Linked DNA regions of Mus musculus: all the other regions are linked to region 1. Evidence: chromatin contacts called from public ChIA-PET and HiChIP or PLAC-seq data. All regions are on one chromosome and are shown on one strand. Each heading gives the region's core, a stretch centred on a gene start, on an enhancer-like site or on the middle of the called end of the contact. The rest is flanking DNA. Distances are from core to core; before and after follow the strand shown.

The links. ChIA-PET counts read pairs in DNA pulled down with a chosen protein or histone mark. HiChIP or PLAC-seq counts read pairs in DNA pulled down with a chosen protein or histone mark.
Region 2: a contact with region 1 is called in a FOXA1 HiChIP or PLAC-seq map of pancreatic cancer cells. The contact joins the enhancer-like site here to the promoter of Atp5mpl in region 1. A contact is called at or near these places in 2 of 39 promoter capture datasets (the C10 cell line and liver), 1 of 484 Hi-C or Micro-C datasets (regulatory T cells), 2 of 115 datasets of contacts at active chromatin or transcription factors (microglia and pancreatic cancer cells) and 1 of 9 other capture datasets (liver).
Region 3: a contact with region 1 is called in an H3K4me3 HiChIP or PLAC-seq map of embryonic stem cells, with 11 read pairs. The contact joins the promoter of Mark3 here to the promoter of Atp5mpl in region 1. A contact is called at or near these places in 3 of 39 promoter capture datasets (the C10 cell line, cranial neural crest and liver), 4 of 484 Hi-C or Micro-C datasets (CD4 T cells, CD8 T cells, hematopoietic stem and progenitor cells and 1 more), 4 of 115 datasets of contacts at active chromatin or transcription factors (effector CD8 T cells, embryonic stem cells, microglia and 1 more) and 3 of 9 other capture datasets (adipose tissue, liver and pancreatic islet).
Region 4: an RNA polymerase II ChIA-PET map of memory CD8 T cells shows a contact between it and region 1, with 37 read pairs. The contact joins the enhancer-like site here to the promoter of Atp5mpl in region 1. A contact is called at or near these places in 8 of 39 promoter capture datasets (the 3T3-L1 cell line, embryonic stem cells, frontonasal cranial neural crest and 4 more), 1 of 484 Hi-C or Micro-C datasets (CD8 T cells), 4 of 115 datasets of contacts at active chromatin or transcription factors (acute myeloid leukemia, craniofacial prominence, memory CD8 T cells and 1 more) and 2 of 9 other capture datasets (adipose tissue and liver).

What each region holds. Positions count from the first base shown.
Region 1 is chr12:111,965,250-111,968,837 of GRCm38.p6, forward strand. Atp5mpl (ATP synthase membrane subunit 6.8PL) reads right to left here and starts at 1,760. Exons shown (of 4, transcript NM_027360.3): 1 at 1,675-1,760.
Region 2 is chr12:111,551,793-111,555,380 of GRCm38.p6, forward strand. No RefSeq gene overlaps it. Among named protein-coding and RNA genes, the nearest start is that of Snora28, 13 kb to the left of the region's middle. Within about 2 kb of position 1,544, at least 21 of the 459 cell types and tissues checked have an H3K27ac peak or open chromatin away from gene starts, as enhancers often do. A contact at or near this core is called in pancreatic cancer cells, where this site is marked.
Region 3 is chr12:111,572,592-111,576,179 of GRCm38.p6, forward strand. Mark3 (MAP/microtubule affinity regulating kinase 3) reads left to right here and starts at 1,930. Exons shown (of 18, transcript NM_001370744.1): 1 at 1,930-2,510. The coding sequence starts at 2,460. It overlaps 2810029C07Rik (RIKEN cDNA 2810029C07 gene), which reads right to left and starts at 1,811. Exons shown (of 2, transcript NR_045295.1): 1 at 1,282-1,811; 2 at 1-1,149.
Region 4 is chr12:111,689,764-111,693,351 of GRCm38.p6, forward strand. No RefSeq gene overlaps it. Among named protein-coding and RNA genes, the nearest start is that of Gm51961, 3.2 kb to the right of the region's middle. RefSeq lists an enhancer at 2,208-3,588. Within about 2 kb of position 1,993, at least 131 of the 459 cell types and tissues checked have an H3K27ac peak or open chromatin away from gene starts, as enhancers often do. A contact at or near this core is called in CD8 T cells, liver, memory CD8 T cells and 1 more, where this site is marked.

The DNA.
Region 1 (3,588 bases), core at 510-3,009:
ATAGATAGCCAGGGCTACACAGCAAGAACCTGTCTCAAAAGACAAAAACAAAGATATCCCCCACCCCGTCCCCAAACAACAATGAATGGATCCAGAATGGCACGTGGTGCACAGTGAGCACTCAGGAAATGATCAAATCAATAGCAAGGAATTGCTACAAAAACCCAATAGAAAGCAGCAAGTCCCAGGCCACTGGGATTCTAAGAAAGTACTTAAAGAGGTTTCATCTCATAGGCTGTGCAGAAGTGTTGAGCTGTATCAAGACTGGTATGATATCAGCGATTGACTTTAATCCTAGCATTTGGAAGGTAGAGGCAGGGGGATCTTTCTCAATTCAAGGCCAGCCTGGTTTATCTACAAACGGAGTTCCAGGATGGTCAGGGCACAGAGAAAACTTGTCTTGACCTCCCACACCCTGAAAAAGAATGTGGTGTCACAGGAGGGTCTGGAAGGAAAAGGTAAACAGAGGATGTGGAGGGACTTCAGTGGTCTTGGTGTTCTCCTCAGCATCGAGGCATCCTGGCACTGTGTCCTTATTCTAAACTGCCATGAGTCCCGACACAGTGAAGGCCTGCTATCCAGTACATTTACACCCCACCCCCACCCCTTTGTCTCTTGCTCCTGGACTTCCATTTTGGTCAGTTTGGTTGTATTTGACTACACAAGTGACATGTTCCCTGTACTCAGTGTGGCCTCTACTCTTCCCACCTAAGTTTCTCTGGCTAACCATATTTCCCAGTTGTTAGTTTTACAATACCAGATTCAATAAAAGATCATCCTACTCGAAGGTCAAATGGCTGTCTACTGAGACTGCCTATGCCTGCAGAGTTTGTGAAAGTGACAGTAACAGCAAGCTATTACCTGGCAGCACACTGTAAAGAGGGGAACATGTCTGAGGTTTATAATGTGGTTTCATACATTTTCAAACATCGGCCTTGCCAAAACCTAACTTGGAAGAAACCTGTGGAATAATGGAAAGAAGGCACTGGCTTTGAAGTGATGTTTCTTGGCACGGATTTTTAGCTGCATCCCTCCCTGAGTAACTTGAGTAGGTAACAAGATGCTCACAGTTGATGGTGGCATGCCCCTTTGCCAGAGCCTATAGTTACACAGGTTCATCCAAGTGTCAGCACAAGGACACAGTCCATGCTGAGTGGACCTCCACTAGAATCTAGCTCCTGGACAACTTCTGTGAGGATGATACTAGGGCCCCTGGCCCTCCAAGTCTTGAGGAGTAATCCCTCTTTCGCATAGAAATTGATGTCTGAGCAAAGTCTTATCTGTCCAAGGGACTGACAACCACCCCTCCCCTCATACAATCAGGAAGACTAACTCCAGAAACACCTTCGCAGTGTGGAGGACTGAACGCCGTGCACATCCCTGCCCTCGGCGTGATGGAGTCCCGGACACTCTTGGGGGACTCTTGGGGATCTGGAGGACTGACCCCGGACACCCCCGCAGTCTGGATGACTCAGCCGGGCACTCTCTCCGTCACAGTCGCGGGGAACCCGGTGGACCCTCCCTGTAGTAGGCGGCGCAGGGGCTGACCCAAGGTCAGCGTGTATCGCAGAGTCCTTCGCCCGCGATCTACCTGGGCCCCACCGCACCCGGTCCCGGACCCTCCTTAGTCCCCCGGGTTGGGAACACAGCAAAAAGCCCAGGTTCCGCTCTTACCTCCGCGGGACCAAGACCACAGGCAACACCAAATTCTGCTACAGAATGGGAAAGGTCACAGAGCACGCAGGCGCCGCGCAGGGCCTGCTGGGAAAGCGGAAGGAGCGGAGACACCAGACGCCGGCTGCCCGGCCTTCCGCGCCTGCGCACCACAGCGCCCCCAGTGGTCGCCCGGGTGTTACAAGCTTCGGAAGGGATTAGTCCAAACCAGGAGGAGCTGGGAGAAGCCTACTGTGTTTCTAGGTGTCATAAAACTGACCAGATTTCCCAGGGTTTGTGGGTTTCCAGGAACAGAGGACTTTCAGTGCTGAAACCAGGACAGTAGATAATCCGGACAAATTGTCCTTAAGTAAATAAGTAAATAAAGCCCCTTTTACATGGTTTATGGCTTTAATCCTAGCCCTCAGGAGGCAGAAGCAGCAGGATAAATGTGACTTTCAGGCCAGCCTGAAAACCTAAACCAAAATTCGCGTGTGTTGGTGCATACCTTTAGTCCCAGCACTCAGGAGGCAGAGGCAGGAAGATCGCTGAGAGTTCAAGCCTAGTCTATTTTTTTTAGTGAGTTCCAGGACAGCCAGAGCTACACAGTGAGAACCTGTCTAAAAAAAAAGAAAAAACAAAAACAAAAACAACCAATCAGACCAAAGGCCAGACATAGTGGCTCGGGTCTTTCATCCCAGCGTTTAAGGGGCAGAGGCACAGGGTGGAGGGTGGAGCGTGGGGCTGTGGGTCTATTGAGTTTGATAGCCTGGGCTACTTAGTGAGACTCTCACACTCCCTCCTCCTCCCCTCTCCCCTCCAACAAACAATAAGAGCAAAGGAAATAAAGCAACAGTGACAAGGGGAAACCCTCTTTACTTGAATTTTTTTTTTTTTTGAGATAGGTCTTTCTGTAACTTGTTATGTAGCCCAGGCTGGCCTCACACTCAGGGATTTGCCTGCCTCTGCCTCCTGTCTTCTTGGATTAAAGGCCTGCACCACTATGCCAGGCTTTTGGCATTTCTTGCCATTTCCCCCTGTATTGCTACAAAAATTTTTGCTCTAATATTTGATTAAGCAGCCATGCTGTGCATAGTAATTATCATTAAAATTGTTGTAAAGCGTTGCAGAGACTTCTGCAGGAACGCTAGGGACTGGACCTAAGGTTTTATGTTTTAAATAAGCATGCTAGCTGGGTGTGTCGTGATATAATCCTAGCACTTGGACAGTAGAGGAAGATGATTAGGGTTTTAAGAGCATCCTGAAACCCTGGTTTGGTTTTTAGAAAACAAAACCAAAACAAATGAACAAAAATTGTTATTGCTTTTTTTTTTAGTTTTTTTTTAAGTTTTTTTTTTTATGTGTATGAGTGTTTTGCTCACATCTATGTCTGTGTACCAAGTATGTGCCTGTTCGCTCTCAGAAGTTAGAAGGCATTGGATACCCTGTAACCAGCATTATGGATGTTTGTGTTCTATCACACTGGTGCTGGGATTTGAACCTGGGTCCTTTGGAAGAGCAACAAATGCCCTGAGTCACTAAGGCATCTCTTCAGCCTCAGACTTCTGTTTAAGAAATGACTGACATCTGAACAGAAACTGAACAAAAGAAAGCCACCTATTGGGTTAAAACAAATTAGGCATGTATAGCCATTACCCAAGCAGAACACAGAAGAGCTAGTCAGGAACCCAGACAAGCAAGGGAAGACAAAGGTGTCGCACACACAGAAGGAGCCCAGTCCCCTCGGCCCAGAGCAGCTAGCGCTTTCCTCCTCCCTCCTTTTCTCTTTACTTTTTTTTCCCTTAACAAATATTATTACGTGGATGAGAGTGGGGAACAATCCCCAGTGCCATGGGGCCCATGTGGAGGTCCGGGGAGCGAAGCTGTCAGGCATCTTTACCCACTGAACTGTCTTGATAACACCACTTTATTGCT
Region 2 (3,588 bases), core at 294-2,793, 410 kb before region 1:
AGGAACTTGGTACTGGCATGGGCACCATAGTGTGACTTCCTTATAAACAAAACAAAATTAAAAAATAAAGTAAAAATAAAACACAAAGCTGCGCAGGGCAGCGTGGCACACACATTTAATTCTAGTACTTGGGAGGCAGAGGCAAGTGGATTTCTGTGACTTTGAGACCAGCGTGGTCTACACATAATGAGTTCCAGGACAGCCAGAGTTACTTAGTAAGACTGTCTCAAACAAACAAAACCCACAGAAATTTAAAAGCTAAGTGAGGCATGGTCACATACATTTTAGTTCTAACACTAGAAGGTAGAGGCAGGCAGATCTCTGAGTTCAGGGCCAACCTGGTCTACATAGAGAGTTCCTGTCTGTCTTCTGCTGGGGTGCCCAAGCAGTACTGACAAGCTGCTCAGGAGAGGCAGAACACAGTCCATGATGGGGATCCTCATTCAGTGTTTCCAGTTGGGAAGGAGGGAAAGTGGGAGGATCAAGGTTTAAACTTCCCCTTAGGGCAAATACAAGCCAAGCAGGAAGGGAATGGCTGAGCCTGGGACGGGACAGGACAGGACGGGACGGGGGTGGGGGGTTGGGGGGGGCAGAACCTGGTTTTTGAGTGAGTGCCAAGAGTACTTGGGGCAGGAAGAGAAAAGGCCTCCTCTAGGAGATTTGCGGGAAGTGATCCATGAAGAAGAGACGGACCTTGTGGTCCAAACTTTTATTTGATGGCGGATGTGAATGCATACACCTTCCTGAGGGTGAACCAGGGATTACATACATTTTGTGGGAAGGGATGCCCAGGACGGGAAGCTCATTGGCTGAACACTGGACCTATTGGCTACCTCATTAGCATGGAGAACTCCAGGTTTTTATACTATGGCGACTGATTGCCACCGGCCTCTCACTGGATTGTCTTGGTTACATGTTCCAGATCAGGTAGTTTGGCAGGGATCTGGCTCCACTCCTGCCATTCTCAATTCTGAGATTCCCTGGAATCTGAGCCTGCTCAACTTACCAGTTCTTCTGTCTGGTGGCACGGTCCACTTGCTCCACAAGTTCCAGGCCAGCCAGGGATATGTAATGAGATTCTATCTTTAAAAAAGTTCAAAAATTAATAATAATAATAAAAAGCAGTTTTCAGCTCGTTAATTTGGTTTAACAGTACAGAAGGATCTCTTCCCTGCTCTGTGTTTCATTTGTTTTATTTTTAATTTTTATTTTGTTTGGGAACTGAAGAATATTAAGAAAATCTGGCTTTATTTATAATGCCAGTGTGTGAATGGAAAGGAAAGTGATAACTTACTTGTTTGGTTTTTCAAGACGAGGTTTCTCTCTGTGTAGCCCTGGCTATCTTGGAACTCATTCTGTAGACCAGGCAGGCCTCAGATTCACAGAGATCCCCTGCCTCTGCCTACTGAGTGCTGGGATTAAAGGTATGAGCCATCACCGTCTGTCAGGAAGTGGTATTGTAAAGGCATTACACAGTTATGAGTGTCCTTCTGTGATGGTTAGTCTCTGTCAACCAGATTTAGAAGCACATAGGAGACACATCTCTGAACATGTCTGTGCGAGCATTTCTAGGGAAGTTTTAATTGTGGCAGGAAGGCCCACCCTGACTGTGCATCTGCCGACTGCTGGTCCTTCACACACACTCATACTCACATGCACACACACACCCATACACACATCTACATGTAATTCAAATAAATATAAATCTTAGAAAATTCCTTAGCTGGGCGTGGTAGCACACACCTTTAATAGCAGCACTTGGGGGCAGAGGCAGACAGATCTCAGTGAGTTAGAGGCCAAGCTGGTTTACATAGCAAAGTCCAGGACAGCCAAGGCTATGTAGAAAGACCCTGTTTCAAAAACAAAACAAAACAAAAACAAATTCTTTAAAACCAGGAGTGGTAGCACACACCAGGAATTCCAGCACCTGGAAGACAGAGAGGCGAGGCAGGAGAGTCTCTGAGTTTGAGGCCAGCCTGGTCTACAGAGTGAATTCCAGGACACCCAAAGATACACAGAGAGCCCTGACTGGTGTGTGTGTGTGTGTGGGGGGGGAATCCAGCTTCATTAAGATCATAGGAGACAGGCTGGAGAGATGGCTCAGCGGTTAAGAGCACTGACTGCTCTTCTGAAGGTCTTGAGTTCAAATCCCAGCAACCACATGGTGGCTCACAACCACCCGTAATGAGATCTGATGCCCTCTTCTGGAGTGTCTGAAGACAGCTACAGTGTACTTATGAATAACAATAAATAAATCTTTTTTAAAAAGACAGCTACAGTGTACTTATGTATAATAAATAAATAGATCTATCCTTTTTTTTGGCGTAAATAAATCTATCTTTAAAAAGATGGGAGACTTGCATGTGGTGTGCTGATGTGAACCCCTTTAAGTAGTGCATCCTGGTATCATGTGGTCCACCATCCCTGACACACGATGCCATCACTAGGGAACATTGTTCACTCATGTCTCACAAGGACACATGAGGAGCTAACTCCAAACCCCACACTTTTCTCTCAACGTGGTCATTATCCTCAGCCCATCTATTGGTTACTTTCACAAGCTTAAACATAGTGTTTGCAGTTTCATTAATTAGGCTTCTGTCCATAAGAACACCCTTGACTGCCCGGAGGGAAGATGAGTCTGTTTATTTCTCTAACTTGGCTTTCCGGCTCCCAGCTTAAGTCATCTTTATGGCTCCTTTTACATTGTCAACACTGAAGTAATTCTAATCCATCTACAATTACAATAAAGCGTTCTGAGTTTTATAGATTGAGTCAAAAGGTGAAGATCTGTCAGCCCTGTTTGTGTGTGTGTGTGGTATGTATATGACTGTATGAGTGTTTTTCCCTGTATGGTATACATACATGTGTGTCTGTAGTATGTTTCTCTCTGTATGTTTGTGTGTGGTGTATGTCTCTCTGTGTGTTGTGTACATGGATCTTTCTGTGTGTATATATGTATATATGTGTTCTCTCTCTCTCTCTCTCTCTCTCTCTCTCTCTCTCTCTCTCTCTCTCTGTGGTGTGTGTGTGTGTGCACATGTGAGCACAGAGGCCAGGGGTCAGCAATGATGTCTACCATAATCACTGCCAACTTTCTTTCCTTTTTTAATTTTTTAAAATATTTATTATGTTAAAGTACACTGTAGCTATCTTCAGACACTCCAGAAGAGAGCATCAGATTTTGTTACAAATGGTTGTTAGCCACCATGTGGTTGCTGGGATTTGAACTCAGGACCTTTGGGAAAGCAGTCAGTGCTCTTAACCACTGAGCCATCTCTCCAACCCCACCAACTACAACTCTCTTCTCTCTCTCTCTCTCTCTCTCTCTCTCTCTCTCTCTCTCTCTCTCTCTCTCTCTCTCTCTCTCTCTCTCTCTCTCTCTCTCTCTCTCTCTCTCTCTCCCCCCCTCCCCCTCCTCCCTCCTCCCTCCTCCTTCTCTCTCCCTCCCTTTTTTCCTCTCCTCTCCTCCCCTCCCCTCCCCTCCCCTCCCCTCCCCTCCCCTTTTTCTTTTCTTTTCTTTTCTTTTCTTTTCTTTTCTTTTCTTTTCTTTTCTTTTCTTTTCTTTTCTTTTCTTTTCAATTAGAG
Region 3 (3,588 bases), core at 680-3,179, 390 kb before region 1:
TCCCCCTGGGGGAAGCCTCGTGACCAGTTACTTCTCTGGCCCGTGTGGGTGCTCTGAAGTGTCCACAGACCTCTGTAAAGCTCCTGCCGGAGAGAGGCTGACAACCTTCTGGGAAGTTTCCCCAATTCTTCAGGAGCCAGTGCTGAAGCACCAGAATTCCTCAGGGTGGAGGGGAGAACTTGTTTCGGGCCATGTCTAACTCTCCCTGGCTCCTGCCTCTCACATGCTCCTGTTGAATTTCCTTGGATTCACCCTGTTGTTTCTCACCTCCGTGCTTTTCTGTATTAGGCTAAACTGGGTGTCTGACAGGCCCTAGGCATCACTCTGTCTCTTCAGCTATCATTCCATCTTCAGAGTAAGTATGCCTTCTGTAAGTCTCCCCTTAGACCCACGAGTGGGATAGGATGCCCTCGGTTGGTCTCTTAGCTGTGGAGCACGTGTCCACTCATCACAACCTACATTTCAGTTGAACTGTGTGGAGCAAACATTTGATTCAGAGGCTTTCCTCTGCAGTCCTCTGCTTAACCAAAAAGGGAGAAAGAGAATAACATTTAATAACCCATCTGGTGCCCCGAGCACACCCCTAAGAGGGTGAGATAGGAGCTCTGAGTGCGTCTTGGCCCCGGCTTGTTTTGTCTTGGGACCCTCTGGCCTCTCTGGATGTGATGCTGGTGTTTGAAGATCTGTTGTTTCACAAAGCAGGATACACCAGGATATCGGGGTGTTGGGGGGGCAGAACCAAAGCAAGCAAACAAAACATAAGAAGGAAAGAAAGCAAAGTTTAGTCACTCACAAGTTTAGCCATTTCTAAAGCTGTAGGAATGGGGTTCAGATCCTTCTATAACCAACACCACCGATGGCCTGGGTAAAGTAACCAACTTACCCAGACTTTAGGTCACGTGCTGTGCCTGAGCATCTTATGCGGCTACACTGAGGCTTAATGAATAACCGGCACAAGGTGGACTATTAGTAACAGTTTGTCTTACCCCGGCTCACATAGCCCTCCCTCCTCTACCAATGGATTCTCTCCTTAGAAGACATAAAGAGGTGACACGCTGAGCAGGCCTTCTAGAAGAGGCAGCATATTCAGAGTTCCACCTGCAGGTCACTCCCTGGTCCAAGCCTGTAGCAATATCGCTCTTCAGAAGACTGAAGTAAGAGAGGGAGAGGCGAGAGAGGAGGAAGGAGAAAGGGACAGAGGGGAAAAGTGAGGGATAGAGGGAGTGAGAGAACGAAAGGGAGAGGAAGAGACAGAGAAATATTGATTATATAAGCCCCTACCGGCATTTAGGATCTGATCCTGGGGGCGTCTACGTGATCTCATCGAGTCCCTCTTCCCAGCTTTTTGTGCTACCTTGTTATTTTATACTTCACTCTTTCATCCGAATGGGTATTCAATTGAGCCGGCTCCGATAACCAGTGGCTCCTTAGTCAGAGGCAAAAAAGTTCTTTGGCTGGATGCTAGATGCCTCGGTTACGAAGCAGGAGCCTGGCTCCTTCCTCTTCAGCTAGACCAGTGACTGCTGCTTCGCTGCTGGAGCTCCATCCTTTGCAGCGTGGCCGCGGGAAAGAAAAGTCAATTTTTGCAAACAGTAGGCTCTTCATGTGTAGTATAATCCAGACAGCCTAGATCTGTACTCTGCAAATGCCAGCCCAGCAGTCGGGCACAGGATGCCCTCTAGGGAAGTGGTCCGGAGGGGTCAGGGATGCCCAGGCAATCTGGACCATTGGAACTCTCCGCCCGCTAGAGAGGAGACCAAGCAAGACCTTTCCGACGGCACCACCCCCTCAGACCCAACAGGACGAGTCGCCCCTAGCAACAGCAGCCGGCAGCTAGCTCCGACCGCGCTGATTGGCGGAACTCCAGGCGGCCGTAGCGTCACTTCCGGCAGCCGGAGGCAGCGGAGGAAGCCGAGGCGCGGCCATCTTGAGTCTGTAAGGCTCCTGAGGTGCCGGGAGCGGCGGTGGCAGCCGGCAGGGCGAGGCCGGGCGGAAAGCGAGCCGGAGAAGGGAAAGCAGCCGGGCGTGGGCGCCTCCTCCGCGGCTCCCTCCATGGTCGGCGCCTGCAGGCCGCGGCGGCCTGTCTTGCGCTCCATCTCCGCTCCATCCTCCTGCGCTGCTGCCTCTTCAGGGGCTGCCGGCCGCGCCGTGTCGAGCCCCCGGGGCTGAGCTCCGCGGCGCTGCGGCTGCGAGCGGCGAGGAGGCGCGGGGCCCGCGAGGCCCGTGAGGTGCCCTGAGGCTTGCGGCGGCGGCCAGCCGGCCCGCTTCCAGTGCGGCCGCCGGCGCTGGGGGAGAATGAGCCCCGGGGCCCGCGGGCGCACGGCCCGGGCCAGGCCGGAGATCTAGACTCCGGCCAGGGAGGGCAGGGCCCGGAGGCTCGCGGCCGCTGCTCGCCGGCCGCCCAAAGCTGGGCGGTTTTGTTTTCGCCTTGGCGTTGTGCGGAATCAAAGCGCAATAAGATGTCCACTAGGACCCCTTTGCCAACGGTGAATGAACGAGACACTGAAAACGTGAGTGGACTGCGCTGCAGGGTGGCAGACCCTCAGGGTGGTAGCAGGGGGATCCAGCCCAGATGCTCCAGGCAGGGGTCAAGGCGCAGCCCTGTCCTGCGGCGCGCGTGCGGCCTGCGCGCTGTCCTTACGGTCGGCTGAGCATTACCCGTCCGTGCGCTGCTGCGGCCAGTGCGCGGTTGAACACAACTCTCCTCTTAACGTCGGGCAGGGTCTGAGCCTGCCAGTCAGACCTAGGTGCAGATTAATAGGATCCAATCGGGTCGAGCGGAGCGCCCTTTAAAAGGGGACTAAGTTTAATGACAACTGCCAAAACTAAGTGCCCCGTGGAGAGATCCTTGTGGGCCCCCGTAGTTCCCGCACTCACAAGAGTAGTTCTCTGCTCCAGAGCCGCTGCCTTTATCAAGGAGTAGCTTCCCGTCCTTGGCAAAGCTAAATCTGTTCGGAAGCAGCGGGCTGAGTGTTTTGAGAAGCAGATGTGAAGCTCTGCTCTGTTCTGCTGCCCGGCCGAGGGACACCCACTGGGTTGCCTTTTCCTTCCGCTGCAAAAGGTTGGCTTGGAGTAGCTCTCAGGCCCGGTCCAGTGTGCACACCCAGCAAATCTATGTAAAAGGATTTTGTTGGAAAGGACCTGCAGAACCAAACCAAACCACAGCCTGGAGCAGCATTGCTAGGGAGTGACAAACGTGTAGTAGAAGTTCTACTGAAGAAATGTTTGACCTGCCCAAGTGTTTTTTGAACTCTTCTTCCGCATCGGATTCCAAAGTGTTCCAGCCTAGCTTTGTCCTCTGTAAAGCATTTAGTAAATAACTTGTAAAGAAACTTCACTGGCCTTTCATTATGCGGAGCTATGAGGTAACTGCTGGCAAGAAAATGCAGTCTCTTTGGAAAAGCTTTCATGCTTCGGGTGTTTTCATGCTTTGAAAACCATCCTTAGACATGGTGACCTAGTGGTATCAAATGCCTTCATTTTAATCTTCAAAATGACACTTGTGCTTGATAGCTATTAGGTAATTTAATCTATTTGGTCTAAGTCATCTCTGTGGTGTGTTACTATACAGTTGTATATGTTCTTCCC
Region 4 (3,588 bases), core at 743-3,242, 280 kb before region 1:
AAAAGCCACAGCCTCGTTCACTGTTGGCATGAAGCATCCACCGAAGTACTCACATGTCCCACCCAGAAACCCTCTGCCAGGCCCAGGAACCCACACCAGCTCTACTAACTAACCATCAGAAGGCTTAAGCCTGGCAGCCTCTGTGGAAAGACCTGGAATTCCTCAAACGAGCTTTCCTAGTCTGTGTTTCTCCAGACAGTAAGCAGTTATTAACTTATGAGAGACCCATTGCTCCTGAGGCTGTTGTCACTCAGAACTGCTTGGTCGTTCAGTCTGGAGAGAAGCACCTTGGAGCCCCTCAGACACTTCTCAGGATTGCTATCTGCTGCTGGCTCCATCTTGCAAAGGCACTGGGGACCCTGTAGAGAGCCTGCATGCTCTGCCATGCAAGGACCTCATAGTCCCAAGGTGAACAAACCAGCTGGTCTTTTGCTTGGGTTTTTGAGACAGAGCCTTAGCCAGAGACGTGTTGGTGCACACCTTTAAACTCAGCACCCAGGAGGCAGACACGGATGGATTCAAGGCCAGCCTAGTCTACAGAGTTCCAGGATAGCCATGGAGAAAACTTTGTCTCAAAAAAGTCAAACCTAGAGGGGTCTGGTATATCTCAGACCCTCAGGACTCTGCCTCCCAAATAATATTCTCCACCATGTTGTGTCCACGTGCTTTCTTTCATAAGGCATCTACCGGGAAACTTGAAATTAATTGTTTTGTTTTGTTTTGCCTCTGCCTCCTAATCGCTGGGATTAAAGGTGTGCGCCACAGCTGCCACCGCCGCTGCCCAACCTGAAGTAGATTGATTCCTGAGTGTTGAAAGCCAACTTTCTCAGGGTGCTTATGGTGTTTGTGGGAGGATATAGTGGCTGAGGGTTGCCTCAGAATAACCTGGGTGCAGGGTGACATGGGGGTTGGTAGAGACATAGCAAGCCAGGCCCTGACCTGATGCTGGGCAGGTCTGGGAAGGCAAGAGCAGCTCCTTAGGCGCTTCCCTCCCCTGTGGCTCCTGTGTGGTAATCACTCCCAGCAATCCCTGCTCCAAGCCTCACTCTCATCAGGAGTCCCTCTAGTTGGTGAACTCCAGGATCTCCAGTCCTTCATCACTGGGACCACAGCAAAGCTTGGGGTGGCCCTGTCCCCAGCACAGGTCACCATGTTCATCCATCTTCCTCTCCTCCAAGTAAGTCAGGATCAAACATCAAAGCATCCTAGCCTTGCAGAGTAGAGCCTGCAGAAGGGACCTGGAGCTACCCTTCACCCACATTGGCCTCTCTGGTCAATGCTGGAGGCTCTGGTCCCTCTTAGAACCTCTGTGGCCCATCTGCCAACTTCAGGTCTGGTCTGTCCCTCCTGAAAGAATGTGTTTATGTGGGGGGGCTCCCTATGGAGACTAGACTGGCTGGAACCTACAGTCTTCTCTGCCTCTGAGCACTGAATGCAGGCAAGAGCTGTGCCCTGCCAGAAGCCCACTTTCTGCATTCTGATTTGTGCACTGGGGAACTCTCCCATCCCCTGCCTTTCTCTGAGCATCCTGACCAGCCCGTGTACCTGTCAGACTAATTTGGCACTTGGCAGTCTCTCTCAACCCCACTTTAAGGCATCTATGCAGCCACATCCTGTTTCAGTGTTGTGTTTGCCCAGAGTGAGGGTGTCAATGGGGTCACGGGGAAGCAGGAATGTGGTGAGATTTCTGAAGACTGTGTGCAGTTACCACAGGAAGTAGTACTGTGCAAGGAGCCAACCCCTGGTGGGAAGCAAGGGCCTGGCAGCCTGCTGGGTCAGCCTCTTGTCACACTGATCACTGGCCACTCTGAGCTACAGCACACACACACACACACACACACACACACACACACACACACACACACACACACACACGGGGTAAATAAGCATCCTCCCCCAATCTGGCTTCTTCAGAAAGCCTGGGCCTGCTGAGGTCCTGGCCTTGCTGAGGAATGCAGGCACCCATTGTGGGTGGTAGGGCCAGCTGTGGGGTGGAGACAGTGGGGGCGACAGAGGCTCGTTGCTAAGTTACAGGAGCAGTGGACATTCAGGGCACTAGGCAACAAGGAAGGGGACGGACATTTGGGGAGGGAGATGGAGCACCAGTGTCTCCTTGTCCCTGCCTTCCTGCTTCTGCTATGGATTCTGCAGGAAATCAGGCAACTGGCTGTGGGCCCTTCAATGCTAAATGTGGCCACTGGCCAGCCCCTCACCAGGACTCTTGCAGCCTGTCTGGGGGTGACCAACTTGCCCTACCCACTACCTCGACTTCTGCCTTTGTGTCTAGCCACTCTGGACTTTCTCGTGCACTCCTGCGTCTGCACCCTCAGAGAGGGGAGCATGGAGGACACCCTGAGTCCAGGATCTGACCTGTGTGTGGGCCCATGCCTCCATCAGGCCTTCCACAGGGGCTCCCTGTTGTGCATGGTTATCCTTTTTTTGTTTTGGTTTGGTTTGGTTTTGGGTTTTTTTGAGACAGGTTTTCTCTGTATAGATCTGGCTGTCTTGGAACTCACTTTGTAGACCAGGCTGGCCTTAAACTCAGAAATCTGCCTGCCTCTGCCTCCCGAGTGCTGGGATTAAAGGCGTACGCCACTACGCCAGGCTGTGCATGGTTATCCTTAGAAACAAGCAACCGCCACACCCTGCACCCTGCAAAATGACTGCCCCAGCTGGGATTGTTGACTGTTACTCCTGGAAGGGCAGCGAGAATCAGGAGCCCCTTATCTGAGTAGCCATCTGCCTTAATTGGCCTCAGGAGCGGCTTTAGTATATAGATCAGGGACGCGGGAGAGGGCCTCCTTGCTCCTGCTGGGAAAGGCTTTCCAGTTACACCCTGTTGGGAGAGGAGCGCTCACATCCCTGTAAGGGGCCCTCACCCGTGTTCTGTAAGGAAGCCGATAAACTTCGTGGTTCCCTAGAGTGAACTTTGGCAGAGTCGTGGCGTGATTTGTCTGTCATTAGGACCGAAAGAGAAGGGGACGATGTTGAGTCTCTCCTCGGGAAGGAATTTCAGCAACAGCCCTACCTGACTGAGCCCAGAAGCCCAGACCAAGGCAGCCCCAATACTCCTGGCTCCTGCTGGCTCCTGCCTGAGACAAAGGTGTAGGGCGCTGTTATGGTCTGTGCCTCACCTCATCCTGTGGCTGTCTGGCTGTCATCCCTGCCTATGGCAGTTTCTGAGTTTCTAGGTCTGGTCACCAGACCTTTACCATGGAAGCTCCACCAAGACCCTGCAAGGCCCCAGCCCACAAAACACACACCCTCAGAGCTACCAGGCTCTGCCCTGGGATATCAGGTCTCAAAGTCCCCCGCCCCCTCATCCTGTCTCTTTAGAAAGTGCCTGCATGTTCCATCTGGGGCTGGGGTGTAATGGGCACCCAATGCATGTACCGTAGCGCCTGGCGGGCTCTATCCATTGAAGTGTATTCTGGGGGACACCCCTTCCCTGATATATGTGAACAGCTCTTGCTACTTCCTTGTCCCTGTTGTTGTGGCCATCCTGAGCTGGCCCCTAGCCCGGGTCTTCTGTGAAGCCCCAGAGAAGGTTTTGCCTGTGGACAGTGTAGAAGCAGTGATGTTGAAAAT